Regions from separate parts of the Sus scrofa genome. Here all the other regions are linked to region 6. Evidence: chromatin contacts called from public Hi-C, HiChIP or PLAC-seq and promoter capture Hi-C data. All regions are on one chromosome and are shown on one strand. The core of a region is the stretch at or near the end of the contact, and the rest is flanking DNA. Distances in the headings are between cores, read along the strand shown. Region 1 holds the start of NUSAP1 (nucleolar and spindle-associated protein 1). Region 2 holds the start of OIP5 (protein Mis18-beta). Region 3 holds the start of NDUFAF1 (complex I intermediate-associated protein 30, mitochondrial). Region 4 holds the start of VPS18 (vacuolar protein sorting-associated protein 18 homolog). Region 5 holds the start of DLL4 (delta like canonical Notch ligand 4). Region 6 holds the start of INO80 (DNA helicase INO80).

Region 1 (2,810 bases), core at 183-2,682, 140 kb before region 6:
TCTGCTAGGTACAGGGCCAGGAAAAGGCATACCGGATACATTCATTTGTATTAGCACATATTCTAACCGGGCCCAAATAACGTGCCAATTTTAAACAAGCTTCACCAACTTCAGAAACAAGGATTTTCCCCAGAATTTAAACGGGGGGATGAGTGAGAGGTTACAACAACCCAAATTACAAAATGAGATATTCCAGGGAGTTCCCGTCGTGGCTCAGTGGTTAAGGTCAGTGGTTAAGGAATCCGACTAGGAACCATGAGGTTTCGGGTTCCATCCCTGGCCTCGCTCAGTGAGTTAAGGATCTGGCGTTACCGTGAGCTGTGGTGTAGGTCGCAGACGCGGCTCGGATCCCGCGTTGCTGTGGCTCTTGCGTAGGCCAGTGGCTTACAGCTCCGATTGGACCCCTAGCCTGGGAACCTCCACATGCCGCGGGAGCGGCCCCAGAAAAGGTAAAAAAGGCAAAAAACAAAAACAAACAAAACAAAGAGATATTCCATAAAATTAAACAAGAACCGAATACAAACGCCTGACAGTATTATACTTTGTAACCCCACCACATTCCGCAAATTGCTTTCTCATAATTCCCTAAACTCTTTCATTCTAAATAAAAATTGTACAATGACTCCTTTGTGTGAAAAACAACGGTGAATTCAACCTAGAATCATCCGAGATTAAAGCGCCATTAGGTAACTATCAGGTCATACAAGGACAAAGCTGCTTACACCGATCTTAACAAAGTTTGAGAGGTGGAAGTGGGAACGCATGGATATAATAAAGATAAGCACGAGAAAGTGCGTGATACACAGAGTCAAACTAAAATCCCGGGATGGAGGTGGGTGACCTATTACCCAAATCTCAAGGTCAACAGGCCAGGAACACAAAATACTCAGAGCCGCAAGAAGCCTCAATTGATACCCGAACCTTAAGCCAAACAGGCGAGAAGCATAAATAAATCAATAAAACAAAGCTACTCTTCAAAAGATAAGCGGATGGCAGACGCAGAGAATGCCAGATACACACTCGCGTAGGTGCAATCGCTGGGTAACAAGCGGAAAGTACCAACTCAGCCAAGGCAAGGTACAGAGGTCAGTGGCGGGTCGGGGACTCAAGCGTGTGTAACACACCGCCAAAAGCAGGGGCGGCTGCCCTGGGGCAGCTCGGAGGTAAACCTCGCCCGGCCGAGGCCTGCGCCCGCGCGACTAAACTCCATGCGCTCCGTCTCTCGAAAGGGATAGGCCGCGCCACTTTCTGCTCATTCCTCCGTCGCTAGCCTTCTAGGCTTACCTCGCACTGGCCAGAAGAAGCACTCGAGCGCCCGGGGGCCGCCCGCCCCCCGGCCCAAAGGCCAGCGAGCTGCGACGTGCCTCACTCCGCCATCTTTGCTCCTTCTCAAGTCCGCCAACCCTGCGGTGGCCGTCTCCACTTGCCCCGCCTCTTCCGCTGACGCTAAGTACGGGTTGAGTTACGCCTCACGCAGGCGCACTCTTCTTCCGTTGTAGATTGGTTGGAATGTACGTCAATCAATAGCTCTTGACCCACTGTTTTCGTCCCTCTAGTAACGTTTGGTCTGAGAGTAGTAATGGCGGGGGAATACCTTTCGTAATTCATTTGTTAGGAATGTAAAATTATTTCCGCGTAGAAGCAGTGTCACGTCGTGGTAAGGCAGTCTGGGTAGGCCCCATGACTTTTTTTTCTTAAGTTTATTTGTCATTTGTCTTTCTTGGGCCACACCCTTATGTGGAGGCATGTGGAGGTTCCCAGCTAGGGGTCGAATTGAAGCTGCAGTTGCTGGCCTACACCACAGCAACAGCTACGGGGATCCGAGCCGCGTCTGCAGCTACACCACAGTTCATGGCAATGCCAGATCCTTAACTCACTGAATGGGGTCAGGGATCGAACCCATGTCCTCATGGATACTAGTCCTTAACCACTGAGCCAGGACAGGAACTCCCGCATGACTATTTTAAGCCACCCTTAAACTATGCTACTAATAATTTCCTTCTCAGATCCAAGAGTTTTTAATACACTAGGTAAACAGTTTAATAGCTCCAGTTTGTCTCTTGACTTTGACCCATTTTGACTCAAAGAGCCCAAATGTCAAACTGCTGTTTACAGCTCTGGTTAATACAGGAGAGCAGATTCGCCACTTTTCTTTGAGCGCCATTCTGTAGAATGTCAAACTGTTAATAACTGACACTTTTGTTTCTTCTTAAACCCAGCTGCAGGGCTTTTGAGATTCTCCCTTCGTGATTCTCCCAGGAGAGGCAGGAGTGTCATTGGGAGCGCCTCTTCTGGTGAGCGACCAGCGGTGGGCGGTATAGGTCCTCAAACACCTTCAAGAGTGTCACCTGAGCAGCTTCTTAGAAGCAGAGATTCCTTATGGCAGCAGTTCCCACAGATTCAGTTCCAGGATCTGAATCCACTCAAACTGTTTCCAAAGTCTATGCTCTCAAATTCCAAGTTAAACCACCTAATTATGTCCTCTAGAAAAAATAATATAGAGCCATTCAATTACAGGTCTTTAGCTATCTGAATACCACAGATACTAAATATTTTAATATAGCTACTTTACTTTTTTTTTCTCTAGACCAAAGCCCCGGTTCCTATACTCACCCTATAGTAAGTTACCTTAAAGCTTTCACCTTTTTGTTTCTTGGGAATATGTCATTTCGGCAATGTCCTTCTAAAAGGCGATGGTCTTCAAACTTTTGATATCTTAAAATATGTCTCTCTTACTTGCCATCTCTCTTTTTGCCCTAAATACAGGAATTTACATTTATCTTTGTTTTTGTTTGGGTTTTTTTGGGGGT
Region 2 (2,725 bases), core at 31-2,530, 170 kb before region 6:
ACACAATAGCTCAGAAATATTTCCAAAGATAGTCCTTTATCATTTAGCCCCAACAGGTGCAGAGACAGATTATTTTCTTTAAACCACCTAGAAACACTTGTGAGGACTGATTTAGGCATTCATTCAGTGTAAATACGACAGCTTGCTGAACAAATCTCCAGAGTATACATTAATACTGTGTGGGAAAACTCCTCTAGAATATAAAAAACTTCAATCCCAAATTAAAACCCTGCATTTCCCCAAGGGGTTTGCAGTCTCGGAGTCAAAGACTTTACCGGCTTTGACTAGAACACTACCACAGCAGTGGCCAATGAAGGAACTATCCTACTAGATCAGAGCTGTTATAAAAACTTTTCCAAGGTGATGAGAGGGGTCCTCTAAAAGTTCTTTCTTCCAGGTTCCCCATGAAAATAGATTTGGGGCGCTGTTATAACACAAAAAGTGTTCGTTGTTTGCAGTTTTCCAGAAGCCTAGGCAATTATTTCTGCGACTGCCTAACAATCGGCATTTAGAAGCAGCATTCCTTTCGCTTTCTAAGCCTGCGTTTTGTAATTGAAGCCCTGACAATTACTATCGAGTACTTCAAAAAAAAACCCAAGCCAAACCCTTTTGGAGCCGGGGCCTTCGTGAGCCTCCAAAAAAGTCAGCCGCAACATAAGCTGAAAACTACGGCTCCCTTTCGGTTTTGCAAAGTTACTAGGACCCTTGGGTGAACCAAACCAACCGCCCCAGGGCCAGGACAGCCGCCTCAGTCTTTCAGGTTCCCCCCACCCAGCCCCCATCGAGTCTTGAAAAGGCCGCTCATACTACCCCACCCGCCACCGGCCCCATACCCTGAGATTAGCCCGGAGGCCCAGATTCTTGGCCAAGTTCTGCAGGTCACTGTATTTGAAGGAGTCCAGCTCCTCCAGGGAGGACACAATCATGGCGAACTGCAATCCAGGCGACCACGAAGAAGATCAGTAACCCCCTCTCCAAAGCACGGTTGAAAACTCTGGCGCGGCTCGAAGCGTTAACCAAACCGAATTTTATAGAGAGTTTAAATTACGAATGATGCACTTCCATTGGTTAAAACTGCCTCATAGGCAGGGTCTCCCGGTATTGACCAATAGAAAGGCTTATTTCCCCTCCCAGTGACGCACATTCTCCTCCACCCCTCGCCAACACCTGGGCGCCAAACAGTGTGTCCAGGCAACGAGTGCGCGGCAGAAACCCCGATACACGTTGTCCAATGAGGACTCAGGAACTGAGCTTGGGGCGGGGCCTGGCGCGTCTTTGAAACGGAGGCGGGGGCTGCGGGAAGATGGCGGCGCGGCCGCGGAGGCATCGCTCGTGCTATCCAAGGCAGTCGCGGCGTGACTTTTGTGATGGCCCTAAGAAGGCGACTGACGAAACTTCTCTTACGACTTCCATGGAGTGGGACACGCAGGTGGTGAAGGGGTCTTCGCCGCTTGGCCCCGCTGGGCTCGGGCCGGAGGAGCCCCCAGCGGCCCCGCGGCTGCCATGGTGGCTGCAGCCCGAGAGGTGCGCCGTGTTCCAGTGTGCGCATTGCTACGCTGTGCTCGCCGACTCGGTGCACCTCGCATGGGACTTGTCGCGGTCCCTTGGAGCCGTGGCCTTCTCCAGTGAGTGGGAGCAGTGTCTGGGGAAGGCGTAGGCGGGTCGAGAGGGAGTTGCGGCTTTTTATTGGGGGCTTAGAACTCACGGGGAAGAAAACGAGTTGAAAATTTGAAAGAAATGAACTCCTTTGCCAGGGGTGGGTGGGGGCGACTTTTCGTAGTTTTTTTTTGTGGCTGTGATGAGTCTTTCTGGAAGGAAGAGGTTTCCCCTTTCATTGCCTCACAGGTAGTCATTCTGACCCGTGTTTGTTTTCCTAGGAGTCACAAATAACGTAGTTTTGGAAGCTCCTTTCCTAGTTGGCATTGAAGGTTCGCTCAAAGGCAGGTACGTACTGAGAATTCCAGATGGTCATTAAGTCATTCCCAGATTTAATGAGACCGAGGGGGGAATGGAACCGACTTGCACGAGGAGAAAACAGTTTATTCCTACCTTGTGCTAGAAGAAAAGTTTCTTCCATCCATATCTGAAGGATTCTCCTTTTACCTGATTGAGTCTTGTACGAGGTTGATATAGCAATGAAATGGAAAAGCTGTATTTGTGTGTAGGTTTTAAAGTCTGAGGGCCACATCTACCTCGCGCCTTGTGGAAGTGAGTTTAAGAAAGTTATGTCTGGAGTTCCCATCCTGGCGCAGTGGTTAACGAATCCGACTAGGAACCATGAGGTTGTGGGTTCAATCCCTGACCTCGCTCAGTACGTTAAGAATCCAGTGTTGATTTGAGCTGTGGTCTAGGTTTCAGACTTGGCTCGGATATGATGTTGCTGGGAACCTTCCCCTTCATATGCCTCCGGTATGGCCCTAAAAAAACAAAACAAAAAAATGTGGCCATTCTGAATTGAAATATGCTGTGATTAAAGTTTTGAAGAATTTTAAAATATTGATTATATGTTGAAATGATATTTTTGAATAACAGGTAGCATAAAATATATTAAAAATAATTTTGGAGTTCCCATCGTTAAGCGGTTAACCAACCCAACTAGGATCCATGAGGGCACAGGTTTGATCCTTGGCCTTGCTCAGTGGGTTAAGGATCCAGTGTTGCCATGAGCTGTGGTGTAGGTGGCAGACACGGCTCGGATCCCGCATTTCTGTGGCTGTGGTATAGG
Region 3 (2,858 bases), core at 28-2,527, 230 kb before region 6:
AAGAAAAGAAAAGAAAATGTATGTTGGTGTTTAGAGGAACATATTTTGGATTGTTTGCGTGTAACTCATGTCTGTGACTAGAAAAGAGGAAGGCACAGGCTGGGCTTAGGAGACAAACCCACATTTAAGGTTGTGGGAGTACAGAGTAAAGTAAGCAGCTAGAAAAAGCTCAAGGACAAGTTCCCATAGTGGTTTTGATCCCTGGTCTTACTCAGTGGTTTAAGGATGAAATGAATCCGATTAGGAACCATGAGGTTGTGGGTTCGATTCCTGGCCTCGCTCAGTGGGTTAAGGATCCCACTTTGCCGTGGCTCGGATCTGGCATTGCTGTGCCTCTGGCATAGGCTGGCAGGAACAGCTCCAATTTGACCCCTAGCCTGGGAACCTCCATATGCCGTGGGTGACAAAAAGACCAAAAAAAAAAAAAAAAAAAAAAAAAGTTCAAGGAGGTTGCAGAGCCAGGCAAGTGTAGTAGAATCCGGAGAAGTCAAAGAAAAATTTGAAGACAGAAAAGGTGTAGAGTGGAAAAGAGTGACAGAGGAAACTTGGAAAAGGCAATTGTATTTGGTGAGGACTTGGAAGGTACTCTGGAGAACGGTGTTAACAGCCAATGGTTACAATTCATTCGAATTCATGCTGAGGGCTTAATTCCTGCCAGCGTTATGTTAGGTGCTGGGGACAGGAAGAAGAGTACTTTCTGGACCCAAGAAGCTCACAGCATGGCGGAGGAAGTGAGAAGTGAATGAATAATTAAGATACAAGTGTTGAAAGTGCTTAAACAGAGGGGTGCGCAAGATACAATCGAAACCCTGGGGAGTGGGCGACCCCACGGGGCAGGATTGGGGAAGGGCAGGTAGGAGAGTTGGTGTTCAAGTTTCAGGTGGGTCTCCCAAGATTCTTTGGGGGTTAATTCCAGGAGAAGTAGCTCTCTGTGGCCGTGGACTGCTCTTGGGCTGCTCTGTGGCCGTGGACTGCTCTTGGGCTGCTGCTCTTGGGGGCCAAGGTTATTAGCAATATCTGGGTCCTACTTGAAAGATACAGGATGAAGTTTGCAGCATGAAGGCGGAAAGCAGGAAGGGGAGGCGAAAATTTTCTCTAAATTCTCCCCACTTTCTGACATAGGGCAGAAAAGATCAGGAAGGGCAGGAGGAGCGGGTCCTTTGGGAAGCTAGTCGACCATAACCCTCATTTCGCTAAGCTTCGGGATCTTTATTACTCTTCCCCCGACCTGCGTACCTGACCGGAACTCTAGTGTCATAAGGCCCAGTTTCCCTGCGGACTGGAAAAGCAGATGGACCTACACAGGAAAAGTGGAGTAGCCGGCGGGGAAAAGCCAGGAGCACAGCGGAGGTTCACTCTGGGGTGTCGCGAGGGAGGGCTGCAGCGTCGGGACTTGCGAGGGCGACACAGCCCTAGCAGGTGAGAAATGAAGGGGCCGTGACAATGTCCAGACCGCTCCCGGTCTTGGATCAGGAGCTAAACGCCGGGGCTCTTGGGGATAGGTTTGCCGCTTAGTAGTTGTATACCTCGGGTGATTTAGTCTTAGAGCCTCCATTTTCATCTTTGCAATTGGAATAGTAGCCCCTCTTTTGGTTGTTGTGAGGAGTTAAAGTACACCTAGAATAGTTTCTGACACGTGGTAAGCGCTGGACATACAGTCTTCAGTAAGATTGCTTGCTTTTAGCTTCATGGTTTATGCTGCCATGAAAACTCACCAGCTTCAGCCCAGGATCATCCAGTTAGTGATTTTGACTATGTTTATTGGTAAAAATATGAAACAAAATATTCATAACTAACGTTATATTATTAGAGAAGTAATAACACTACTGAGGGGTTGGAAAATAGGGTGAATAATGGTACTCATAATTCCATCACCCTGCACATGGCTGTAAGCCTTTTTTTAACCCCCAAATCTTTTTTGTTTGTACATTTACATTTTTATACTTATATCGTTACCGTATATGCTTTTTTTTTTTTCTTCCCCTTTTTCTTTTTTAGGGCTGCACCCGCAGCGAATGGAAGTTCCCAGGCTAGGGGTGGAACCCGAGCTACAGCTGCTGGCCTATGCAACAGCCATAGCAACACTAGATACTAGCCGAGTCTGTGACCTACACCACAGCTCACAGCAATGCTGGATCCTTAACCCACTGAGTGAGGCCAGGGATGGAACCTGAATCCTCATGTATCCTAGTAGGGTTTGTTAACTTCTGAGCCACCGAAGGGAACTCCAGTATACATGCATTTTTAATTCCTCATTATTTGTCACTCAGTAGTGTAGCCTAAGCATGGTGTTCATGAGAATCTTTTTTTTTTTGGTGTTTTTTTCTGCACCTGAAGCATGTAGCAGTTCCTGGGCTAGGAATGGAACCAAGCCACAGCAGACTGCAGTGACAACGGCCAGATCCTTAAGCTGCTGTGACATGGAGGAACTCTGAGAATCATTTTTTGATTGTACAAATTCCATTTTATCACTTATTTCCCAAATTTTTGTGTGTGGAGAGAGAAAATCATTTGAACAAGTCAGTAAGGGAAATTTAAGTATTACCTATGATTCCAAGACCTGAGGTCAACTCTTGTTATTTTTCCTGGTTCCCTGCAATTTTTGGTCCATTTGAAAACATACTGTTCACACATTTTCATTTGTTTATTTATTTTTGGGCCGCGGGTGCAGCATATGAAAGTTCCCAGGCTGGGGTGGAATCTGAGTTGCAGCTGCTGGCCTACACTACGCCCATAGCAATGCCAGATTCAAGCTGCGTCTGCAGCCTACACTACAGCTCTCAGCAACGCCAGATCCTTTCCCCATTAAACAAGGCCAGGCATTGAACCTGAGTCTTCATGGGTACTAGTTGGGTACC
Region 4 (3,145 bases), core at 82-2,581, 220 kb after region 6:
CAAACACTCCTGGCTTCTCCCACATCCAGGGACCCACCGGCTTCCAGAAAGTGGCAGAGCTGGTGGTCCGGCTCGCAGGAAGCCATGTGCTACCTAACCTGCTCCGTAGTGGCTCCTTGGTGTCAGAGGAGACAAGAGGAGCAACAGAGAAGACGAAGAAGCACTGCTAAGAGGTAGTGGGCCGCTTCCATTCACTCATTTAACAAAAAGGTGTTGAGCCCTTACTCTATGCCTGGCCTTGGGCTAGGTGCTGGGGTTACTTAGGTAAGTACAACACCGTCCTTGAAGGTCATAATCCAGCGGGGGCGATGGGTCAGTAAATAGATAATTAATACCAGAAAAGCGATTGATGATTTGTTCGAAGCTCAGTCGTTCTCACGTGAGCAGACACACACTCTGTCAGACACTGTTCCAGGCTGGGGCGGCACCATAGAGAACAGAACAGATAAAAAATGCCCTTCGCTCCTGACGTGTAGCCAGGTACGTGGTCACAGTGCTATGGCAGCACGAAGGAGCAGGGAACAAATACCTGAAAAGCAGGCAGGAATGAGGGACAAGTGACTTTGGAGGTAGGTGAGGAGTCCAGAGCAGCAGAACAGCGAAGGTTCGGATGCTACTGCCACTGGGTTTCTCTCTTCCATTTGCCTAGGCGACCCATACTGCAGTCTTTTCTCTCCTGGGGCTCATTGACTTTGCTACCTTGCTAAAGTGGAAGGCTCTTGACCAGCGTCACCCTTTCCTGGTTTTAATCGGTAGTCCCCAGTTATGACTAAGAGCGCCCCCTTTACCCTCAAAAGAGCCCAGGTGCGCACCATGCATTGTGTGGAGAGTCCACACTTGCTGAATTTCCCTGACAGGCCTAGAGAGTGAACCCTCACCAGCCCTTGCCGAAGGCTCTCTGGGCCTGGACTGCCCCTCCCACCGCCCGTCTGATTTGCGGTAAAACATAACTTCCCTCTGGCCGGGTCTTGCTTCTCCCGCCGTCTATGCCGCCAGGGGCGCTGCGCTCAGGTTAGGTCCCTGGAGGGAAGGTGCCGAGCTGGGAGGTAGGCAGGTCTCTGGCCTGGGAAAAGTAATCCCAGCCAGGGAACTGCCCTGCCCTTACTTAAAACTCCATCTCAGATCACCTGCATTAGGGAAACACAAATAGGTCCAGACAAAGGTCAAATAACCAGAAAAGGTACATTTACAGTGTGCTGACGATGTGCCAAGCACCATGCTAAGTTTCTAATATTTAATGTTATTTCAGCTTACCCTCGCACTAATGCTAAGAAGTAGGCACTGCTCCTTTCCCCACATTACAAAAGCAGAAACTGAAATTCGACCTGGTGGAGCAATTTGTCCAAGGTCACGTGGCCAGGAAGTGGAGGAAGCCAGGAGGCAATATTCAAATCCAAACAAACGCTGAAGAGTGGATAGTGAAACACACTGTTCACGCCCCCAGTGCAAGCAAGAGAAGAGGGCTACAGCTGCATCCTTAGGTCAGGTCTGGACGCTGCAGAGCAAGTATCCTCCCTGCGTGGAGCTGTTTAGCACAGAAGGGGTGTCTCAGGAACTCAGAATCTTTCCAGTCACCTCCTCACTGTCCCCAGAGCCTCCCTCCTGGTTCCACTGCTCTCTGGGATATATGGGATGGGGCCTAAGTGGGCTTGCCTGCTGCAGATTCAGTTCATACTCCCTGTTGGTTGATTACAGCAGTTTTCCCCCATATCCTCCTTCTTCAATGTTAGGCCAGTCTTTGAAGTAAGAGTCAGAGGCCAGCCTTTTTTTTTTTTTTTTTAATCTTTTTAGGGCCACATTCACGGCATATAGAGGTTCTCAGGCTAGGGGTCAAGTCGGAGCTGTAGCTGCCAGCCTATGCCTCAACCACAACCAAAGCAACACCAGATCTGAGCCGCATCTGCGATCTACACCACAGTTCACAGCTATGCCTGACCCTTAACCTACTGAAGCCAGGGCTGAACCTGTGTCCTCATGGATACTAGTCAGATTTATTTCTGCTGAGCCATGATAGGAACTCCCAGAGACCAGCCTTTACTCCTGCCCAGCCACTCACTAGCTGTGACACTGTGTATATATATATATATATTTTTTTTTTTGGTCTTTTTGTCTTTGTTGTTGTTGTTGTTGTTGCTATTTCTTGGGCCGCTCCCGCAGCATATGGAGGTTCCCAGGCTAGGGGTCGAATCGGAGCTGTAGCCACCGGCCTACGCCAGAGCCACAGCAACTCGGGATCCGAGCTGCGTCTGCAACCTACACCACAGCTCACGGCAACGCCAGATCATTAACCCACTGAGCAAGGGCAGGGACCGAACCCGCAACCTCATGGTTCCTAGTCGGATTCGTTAACCACTGCGCCACAACAGGAACTCCGACACTGTGTATATTTGATGCTGTTAGCTTTGGTCTCCTCATCTAAAGAAATAGATATAATGATACTTATCTCTTAGGTCTGTGTTGAAGAGTAAATGAGGTGATCTAGGTGAAAGCTCATTGTAATAACATGTGCTCAGTAAACTCTAAATATGGTTTTAATCTGACAGTCACTCTCAAGTCCACCTCTTCCATGAAGACTCCCTGGACCACAACTTCTCTCTCAGAAATGCTGTGGCTTATCTTGTATTGATCACTTACTGGCACTTACATATGAAGTGTGGGCATTTTGCTTTGATATGACAGAAGCTGACTGTGAGGATAACTCAAACACTCCTGAGCACCTGAATACAGAGGTGCCTTAGGGAACTCGCAGCTGGAGATTGAGCTTCACCAGCTCCTACCCCTCAGAATTCCTGTGGTAATTGCCATGAGACAGGCAAGGACTGACTGCTGAGCCAAGGAGAGAAAGGATTGTTGTATGAAAGCAGGTGGTTTGTGCTAAGACTTGAAGTGCATATATGATTTTCAAGGGCAAAAAAGGGAAAGTGTTAGGCAGCCCTCAAGAAAACCAAGAGCAGGAGTTTTAGTTGTGCTCAACAGTAACAAACCCAACTAGTATCCATGAGGATGAGGGTTTGATCCCTGCCCTCGCTCAGTGGGTTAAGGATCCAGAGTTGCCGTGAGCTGCAGTGTAGGCTGCAGGTGTGGCTCGGATCCAGTGTTGCTGTGGCCATGGTGTAGGCTGGCAGCTGTAGATCTGATTCAAACC
Region 5 (2,999 bases), core at 314-2,813, 180 kb after region 6:
GAAGGGGCCCGTCAGCGGCGCTGGCAGCTTCGGCCTTTCTCACCGCCGTGCTCCCCGCGTTCCCACGCCAAAAATAACCCGCAGGAAACGCAATTGTGCTCAGAGTCCAGGCAGCGGGCGGAATCTGAGCGTCCAGCGCGGGGCGCAGCTCCCGGCCAAGCTAAGCGTCCTGCCCCCCACCCTCCACCCCGCACTTCCCCCGCCTATTTCAGATTAACTCTTTCGGCGCTGCGCCGTGTCGCCCCCCTGTGGCCGCGGAGCGAGCTACTCACCTGGTCGCAGGTCGTCTCCTGGCGCGTGCCAAGCTTCGATGATGAGTGAGAAAGTACCCTGGGAACGGAAAGGAGGGGGCGGGGGAAGACAGAAAGAAAGCAAGTTGAACAGGGGGTGGTGGGAGTGCCTTGTTGCAGCCGGTTTAATTAATCTAATTGCAGGATACAGTTACTGTACCCGAGTCAACATAACGGGCTCATCATCCCGCGCAAGCAGGGAAGGGGAAAGAACCCCGGGTAGGAGGAGGGTTGAGGGATGGGGGAATGTACGTGAGACTCATTCGAAGGTAGAGGACCCGCTGGGGTGGTAGGTGATGAAAATCGTATTTCAAGAGCTAGGGGAACAGAGGGCGCAGAACAGGGAAGAGAGAGACGAGTGAGAGCCTACTAGAGGGTGAGGTCCCAGGCATCGAAAGAAAGGATCCTAAGAGAGCGCCCCACTTTTTTGGAAGGGAGTGAGGAAATCTAGGGAGAGGGCTTTAATCTCAGGGAGATCCCTTCTCTCGGCCTCCCAGTGAGCCCAGACTGTGCTCACCGGCCAGGTGAAATTGAAGGGCAGTTGAAGAGGGTTGCGTCCGCCGCCGCTACTGTCGTCCCCGACGGCGAAGGAATTGGTGCCCAGCACAGGCGTGGAGACGCTGCCGAAGGTGCAGGGCCCGGGCGAGACGACCGCCTGAAAGTGCTTAAGGCAGACGCGGAAGAAGGTCCGGCAACCGGGTTCGCACCGCCGCCCGCTGGCTAGTACGCCGCGCTCGTTGGCAAACTCCTGCAGCTGCAGCTGGAAGACGCCGGAGCCGGCCGCGCGCTATTGCACAGGGACGGAGGGAAGGAGGAAGGAGAGCGGTCAGGTCGGCGGACGCCAGGGGCTGTAGCCCGCGGCGCGGTGGGAAGGGGCGGAGGGGGCGCGGGACGTTACCTGCTGCCAAAGTGCCACTAGCAGCAGTAGCGCCCAGCCAGAGGGGCTACGGGACGCAGCTGCCATTCCCCGGGGCGTCGCTCTCTCCACCCGCCGACCGTGAAGCTTTCCCGCGCGTCCAACCGCCGGAGGGGTCCCTGAAAAGCCAGGCTCCACTCGGGGCTTTCCTCACGCCTCGCTTTCTCGCTAACTCCGCTCCAACTGCCGCGGTAGGTAATCCAGGTGAGGACGACCGGGCGGCGACCGCTCTGAGGACGTGTCCTCGGGCTAATCCTGGGGCTGTAAGCAGACGAGGGCCCGGGTATACTGCACTGAGGCGGCTTGAACTGCGGCTCTTGGCCTCGCGTTCCCAGTCTGCGCTCAGCGCCGCTACTGAAACCTGCGCGTTCGGGAGCTTTCCTTATATATATTGGCTCCTCTCTTAACCCGCCTGTCACTCAGACTCGTGGTCACTCTCCCCTCCCCTCGAGCCTCTAGCTGCTACAGCCCCAGCGCCGCCCGGAGGGGGCCTCCGCCCCCGCCTTCCCCCCTCCCCGTCAGCCAGTCAGGCACAGGTCCCCGCCCCTCCGTGCAGCTCTCAGCCCCTGGATCCCCCAGCTCAGCGCTTGTCGAAGAAACCAATTCTCCACAACTGGGGGTTACAAGCCGCGACCCCGGCTGTGCGAGGATAGGGGGAGGGCCGAGAGGAATGGGGCGGGAGGTGAGCGAGTGTTTCCCGGATGGCTGTGGGGGCGGAGACATTGGGGAGTCCCCGTGGGTGGTGTGTCCGCAGCCGGCATTAGTTACCTGCAGCACTAGAGCAGGTAAAAAGAACTTAAGCTCAGAAAGCGAAACTAGTGCTAAAGAATTCCAATCTCCACCTTCCCCAAGCTTCGGGAGCCCTGGCGTCGCCCGGCCGCAACCTGTGAGCGTCCACCCACCACGCCCCCTCCCCTGTACAGCAGGGAAGCTAGCGGAGGCATTATCCTTTCAGTGGCCACTCGGGGCAAGGCGAAGAGCCAAGCGTCTAAGACTCAGGGGCTCGGCCCTCCACCTGGTTGGCTTCTCCCACTCCGGTTGCGCGGGGGTAGGGGGCGTCCAGAGCGTGCCTCCTTCCTTCTGCCTGCCCCTTCTGCCTCCCGCCTGGGCTCTGTGCGTGCCAGTCCCCAGACGCACAGTCCCGGTGCAGGGGATAGGAGGCGTGGTCCGGGAATAAGGGGGGCGCGTCCTCAGCTGTATGGTAATAAGGGTCTGGCCCCGCCTCCAAGCGCCTCCCCTCACCTAGGTTTAGCTTCAGCTTCAGCTCCAGCGCCCACCTTCTCCCTCCACCCCAGCTGCCCCAAGCCCCCGACCGCCCGCGTCCTGTCGCTCCTTTGAGGCAGGGAGGAACTCCCCTGGCTCCTGAGTTGGCTGAAGCCACTAGCGAGTCAACGTGAGAGGCTAAGTCTGGGCAGACCCGGGTCCTCTCCTCATACGGCGAAATGTAGGGTGGAACTGGAAGCGCGGGGACTCGTTTAAGTTTCAGGCAGTTTCACCGTCTTGCCTTCGCAGCTCCCTCGGGTGGCCCCACTTCTCAGAGCGGCGGCAACGCAGCTGCTTTCCCGGAACCGGCGTGATCCCCGGAGGCTTTAGACTGGGGAGAGCCGGCTTCTACTAGTGTCGGGGGTGCCGGAGAGTTCTCTCTGCGACGCTGAGGGTGGCGGGGGCTCTGTGGCTTCAGCTGTCAGCCCGCCCGCACAGCGATGGCTGTCGTCCGGCGATAAGATCAGCGCAGGGGCGGGGGGAGCAGGGACGCGTTGCGGGCCCCGGGGAGACTTGGGGTTGGGGGGCGG
Region 6 (3,158 bases), core at 299-2,798:
ATGAACAGGTATTTGTGTTTTCTTTGTCTCCTTCTTTCCTTCACAAAGGGTGTATGTTATTTTTTAGGGCCGAATCTGTGGCATATGGAGGTTCCCAGGCAAGGAATCAAATCGGAGATACAGCTGCCAGCCTGCGCCACAGCCACAGATCTGAGCCGCCTCTGCAACCTACACCATAGCTCATGGTGACGCTAGATCCTTAACGCACTGAGGGAGGCCAGGGATCAAACCCACAACCTCAGGGTTGCTAGTTGAATTAGTTTCCGCTGCGCCATGACGGGAACTCCCCTTTAAGCAAAATTAATTCTTTTTTTTTGGTCTTTTCTAGGGCCGCTCCTGCGGCATATGGAGGTTCCCAGGCTAGGGATATAATTAGAGCTGTAGCCACTGGCCTGCGCAAGAGCCACAGCAACTCGGGATCCCAGCCGCGTCTGCGACCTACACCACAGCTCACAGCAATGCAACACCACAGCTCACAGCAATGCCGGATCTTTAACCCACTGAGCAAGGCCAGTGATAGAACCTGCAACCTCATGGTTCCCAGTCGGATTCGTTAACTACTGAGCCAGGACGGGAAATCCAGCAAAATTAATTCTTTAAAGTCCAGTGAATTCGGCCCAAGAAGGCTTCTCAGTGACCTTAACCAAACTCTGTTCTGCTTAAATGCTAAGGGCCAGACTGAAATGAATTAAAACATGAGACCCGAGGGAAATGAAATAGAATCCTTAACTTTCACTAAATTCCTCTAATCCTTATTTGCACTCAAGCTGTACACTAGATACTTCTCAACATACATGCTGCTCATTGAGCTATATTAACTTAAGTAAATGTGGGTTGCAGGAGTCTCAAACTACGGAGTTGGCACAGACAAATCAATTTCAGAGGTTCACTGAGTGAGTGTGAGAAGAGGGAGAGACTTCTGATGACAGGTCTGTGTTTCTAAGTGCTTGAATCTTAAAGCCTTCATTTATGCATCCTGTCCAAACTAAGAGTAGTTCTACACAGCAGGCATTTTCCCGAAAAATGTACAACTCCGCCCAAAGGTGCCAAAAACAGGATAAAATACCACGCCCAAGCCTATCCTTTCACTCAAGTGATCTCAGCAGTGCTTAGTAGCCCCTAACAAACTAATCACAAGAACCCTCCCAGATCCAGTCTGCGGATTGAACGTTCCCAAGATCCCGGGATGTTTCGATTGACGTTACTTCCGGGAAAAGTAACCTTTCTTCGGCGGTTGCAGGCCTGAAGAGGTCTCGCGACATTTGCTCCCGCGAGATCTGCTTGCTCACTCTAGCGATGACATCCTCCTCCTCCTCCTCGCCGCCTTTCGGCAATCTTCGCCAGTCCCAGCCCCGACCAATCTGCACTCAGATGGCATGGATCAGGGTCTCCCCCCCGAACCCCGGTCTGCGCGGGGCGTCAGGCGGCAGCTGCGGGGTGCGAGCTGCACGAGGTCGACAGCAGCGGCACTGCGGACGGCCACGGGCTGGCAACGAGCAGGGAGCGTGGGCGGGGCAGGGGTAAGCCCGCTGAGTAGCAGTTCGATTGTTCTGGCCTGGCTATGGCGCCTCTCCTCCCCCCCGCCATGGCTCCCCGTGTCCCTGCTCCGCTCCTCTCAGTGAGTGAAAGTGGCCGCCGCCGCCGCCGGCCCAGCGCCCGCAGCCGCCTCAGCGCCGCCGCCATCTTGGGGTCCCAGGAGCCGCCGAGGGAGCGAGCTAGGAGCGTCCACGCCCAACGCAGTCACCGTCCCACGGCCTCAGAGAGCAAACCGCGGCTCCACCGTCGGCGGGGCGACCCCCCCCTCCGGACCCCGCCCGCACTCCGCCCCCCCTCCGCCGCCGCCGCGGCGGCGGGGCCCGGCGGCCCGAGGTGAGGCGACTAGACGTGGGCGGGCGAACGGAGGGGGGGTTGTGTAGGCCCCGTTGCGCCCCTCTCTGCGGGCGACGACTGGGCCGCGTCTTAAAGGGGCCGTCGCCCCCGGCCCTTGGATTTGTTGGGGTTAGTAAGGAGGATGGGTATGGACACTCCCCACAAGATTAGGACCTCAGGGGACCTGGGCCTCGTCCTTTCCTCCTCCTGCCTCTGGAGACCTGGGGTCACGCGGTGACCTCAGCCAGCCTAGGAAGCCCGTGGGGCGCCCACACGTGGGGAGTGTGTTAGACCAGGTGCACGTGGGACCCGGTGGGGCGGTGTCGGGCTAACACGTGTGTGGGTTTGGGGGTGGGGTGGGGCAGGGCGGGGGCTGGTTTGGCTCAAGTGGGAACCTGGTGAGGGCTATATCTGTCCTTTTAAGCAGATGAGCTCTAAGGGCTTGACAGTGTGTCAGTTTATGGGGAACAAGTTGAGATCTGGGTGTATGGTGCACGCTGCTCGTTGGTGTTGGGTGGGGGCAGCCCAACACGTGCGCAGACTGAGGAGTGTGTAGGTGTCACCCCTTTCAGTCTTTTAGGCTTTTTTTAGGGCGTCTAGGCAAGTGTCATCCAATTTGACATTCCTTCTTGAGGTTGCTGATAAAAACTACTACTTCCGTAATCACCGAGGATGGAAGCCCCCTACAGTTGAGGAGTGAAAGATCCTAAGAAAACACTCACTATTTTAGTTAACAGCCAGCTGTGCCTGAGTTCTTTGATCCAAACACTGTCTGTAGTTTTACGTTCATATAGTTGCTGGAAGGAATGGAAGAAGAAAATAGGAATTTGACCTTCCTAACGTCACAAGTAACCAGCTTACTTTTCCAATCAGTGACTTTCATGACTTCCTTTCCCAAAGAAATTTTCATCGTGGTTTACTAGTGCCAGCTTTTTATTATATATTTTTAAAGTAACAGCTTTATTGAGATATAATTCACATACTGAAAAGCTCAGCCTTTTGAAGTGTACAGTTCCATGATTTTTGGTATACTAATAGACTTGTACAGCAGTCACCACTATAATTCATCACCCCCAAAAGAAGCCCCCTTAGCAGTTACTCTCTACTCTCCTTCCCTTGGCCCCTTTTAACCACTAATTTTTCTGTCTGTGTAAATTTGCCTAGTCTGGATATTTCACATAAACATAATTATACAATATTTTTGTGGCTGTCTTCTTTCACTTTACCATGTATTCAAGGTTCATCCATGTTGTAGCATGTATAAGGATTTAGTTCCTTTTTATTGCCAA

What was found. Promoter capture Hi-C pulls out the DNA fragments that hold promoters and counts their contacts. Hi-C and Micro-C count contacts between places; a contact is called where the count stands out from the background. HiChIP or PLAC-seq counts read pairs in DNA pulled down with a chosen protein or histone mark.
Region 1: a contact with region 6 is called in an H3K27ac HiChIP or PLAC-seq map of alveolar macrophages. The contact joins the promoter of NUSAP1 here to the promoter of INO80 in region 6. A contact is called at or near these places in 3 of 47 Hi-C or Micro-C datasets (liver, psoas muscle and skeletal muscle) and 2 of 2 datasets of contacts at active chromatin or transcription factors (alveolar macrophages and skeletal muscle).
Region 2: a Hi-C map of embryonic fibroblasts shows a contact between it and region 6, with 1.9 times the contacts expected there. The contact joins the promoter of OIP5 here to the promoter of INO80 in region 6. A contact is called at or near these places in 1 of 47 Hi-C or Micro-C datasets (embryonic fibroblasts) and 1 of 2 datasets of contacts at active chromatin or transcription factors (alveolar macrophages).
Region 3: a promoter capture Hi-C map of liver shows a contact between it and region 6, with 2.6 times the contacts expected there. The contact joins the promoter of NDUFAF1 here to the promoter of INO80 in region 6. A contact is called at or near these places in 1 of 5 promoter capture datasets (liver), 1 of 47 Hi-C or Micro-C datasets (liver) and 1 of 2 datasets of contacts at active chromatin or transcription factors (alveolar macrophages).
Region 4: a contact with region 6 is called in an H3K27ac HiChIP or PLAC-seq map of alveolar macrophages. The contact joins the promoter of VPS18 here to the promoter of INO80 in region 6. A contact is called at or near these places in 2 of 5 promoter capture datasets (fetal liver and liver), 6 of 47 Hi-C or Micro-C datasets (embryonic fibroblasts, epiblast stem cells, heart right ventricle and 2 more) and 2 of 2 datasets of contacts at active chromatin or transcription factors (alveolar macrophages and skeletal muscle).
Region 5: a contact with region 6 is called in a promoter capture Hi-C map of liver, with 2.1 times the contacts expected there. The contact joins the promoter of DLL4 here to the promoter of INO80 in region 6. A contact is called at or near these places in 1 of 5 promoter capture datasets (liver), 1 of 47 Hi-C or Micro-C datasets (skeletal muscle) and 1 of 2 datasets of contacts at active chromatin or transcription factors (alveolar macrophages).

The regions. Positions count from the first base shown.
Region 1 is chr1:130,064,209-130,067,018 of Sscrofa11.1, forward strand. NUSAP1 (nucleolar and spindle-associated protein 1) reads right to left here and starts at 1,433. Exons shown (of 12, transcript XM_021097458.1): 1 at 1,285-1,433.
Region 2 is chr1:130,035,198-130,037,922 of Sscrofa11.1, forward strand. OIP5 (protein Mis18-beta) reads left to right here and starts at 1,281. Exons shown (of 5, transcript XM_003121583.5): 1 at 1,281-1,625; 2 at 1,878-1,944. The coding sequence starts at 1,304. It overlaps NUSAP1 (nucleolar and spindle-associated protein 1), which reads right to left. Exons shown (of 12, transcript XM_021097458.1): 2 at 834-2,417. The coding sequence starts at 926.
Region 3 is chr1:129,967,203-129,970,060 of Sscrofa11.1, forward strand. NDUFAF1 (complex I intermediate-associated protein 30, mitochondrial) reads left to right here and starts at 1,278. Exons shown (of 5, transcript XM_021097468.1): 1 at 1,278-1,419.
Region 4 is chr1:130,419,136-130,422,280 of Sscrofa11.1, forward strand. It overlaps VPS18 (vacuolar protein sorting-associated protein 18 homolog), which reads right to left and starts at 1,332. Exons shown (of 6, transcript XM_001929361.4): 1 at 1,255-1,332; 2 at 1-1,127. It overlaps LOC106509024 (a long non-coding RNA gene), which reads left to right and starts at 53. Exons shown (of 2, transcript XR_001306223.2): 1 at 53-173.
Region 5 is chr1:130,384,848-130,387,846 of Sscrofa11.1, forward strand. DLL4 (delta like canonical Notch ligand 4) reads right to left here and starts at 1,564. Exons shown (of 11, transcript NM_001244418.1): 1 at 1,189-1,564; 2 at 808-1,077; 3 at 273-330. The coding sequence starts at 1,254.
Region 6 is chr1:130,200,157-130,203,314 of Sscrofa11.1, forward strand. It overlaps INO80 (DNA helicase INO80), which reads left to right and starts at 1,549. Exons shown (of 36, transcript XM_003121588.5): 1 at 1,549-1,869.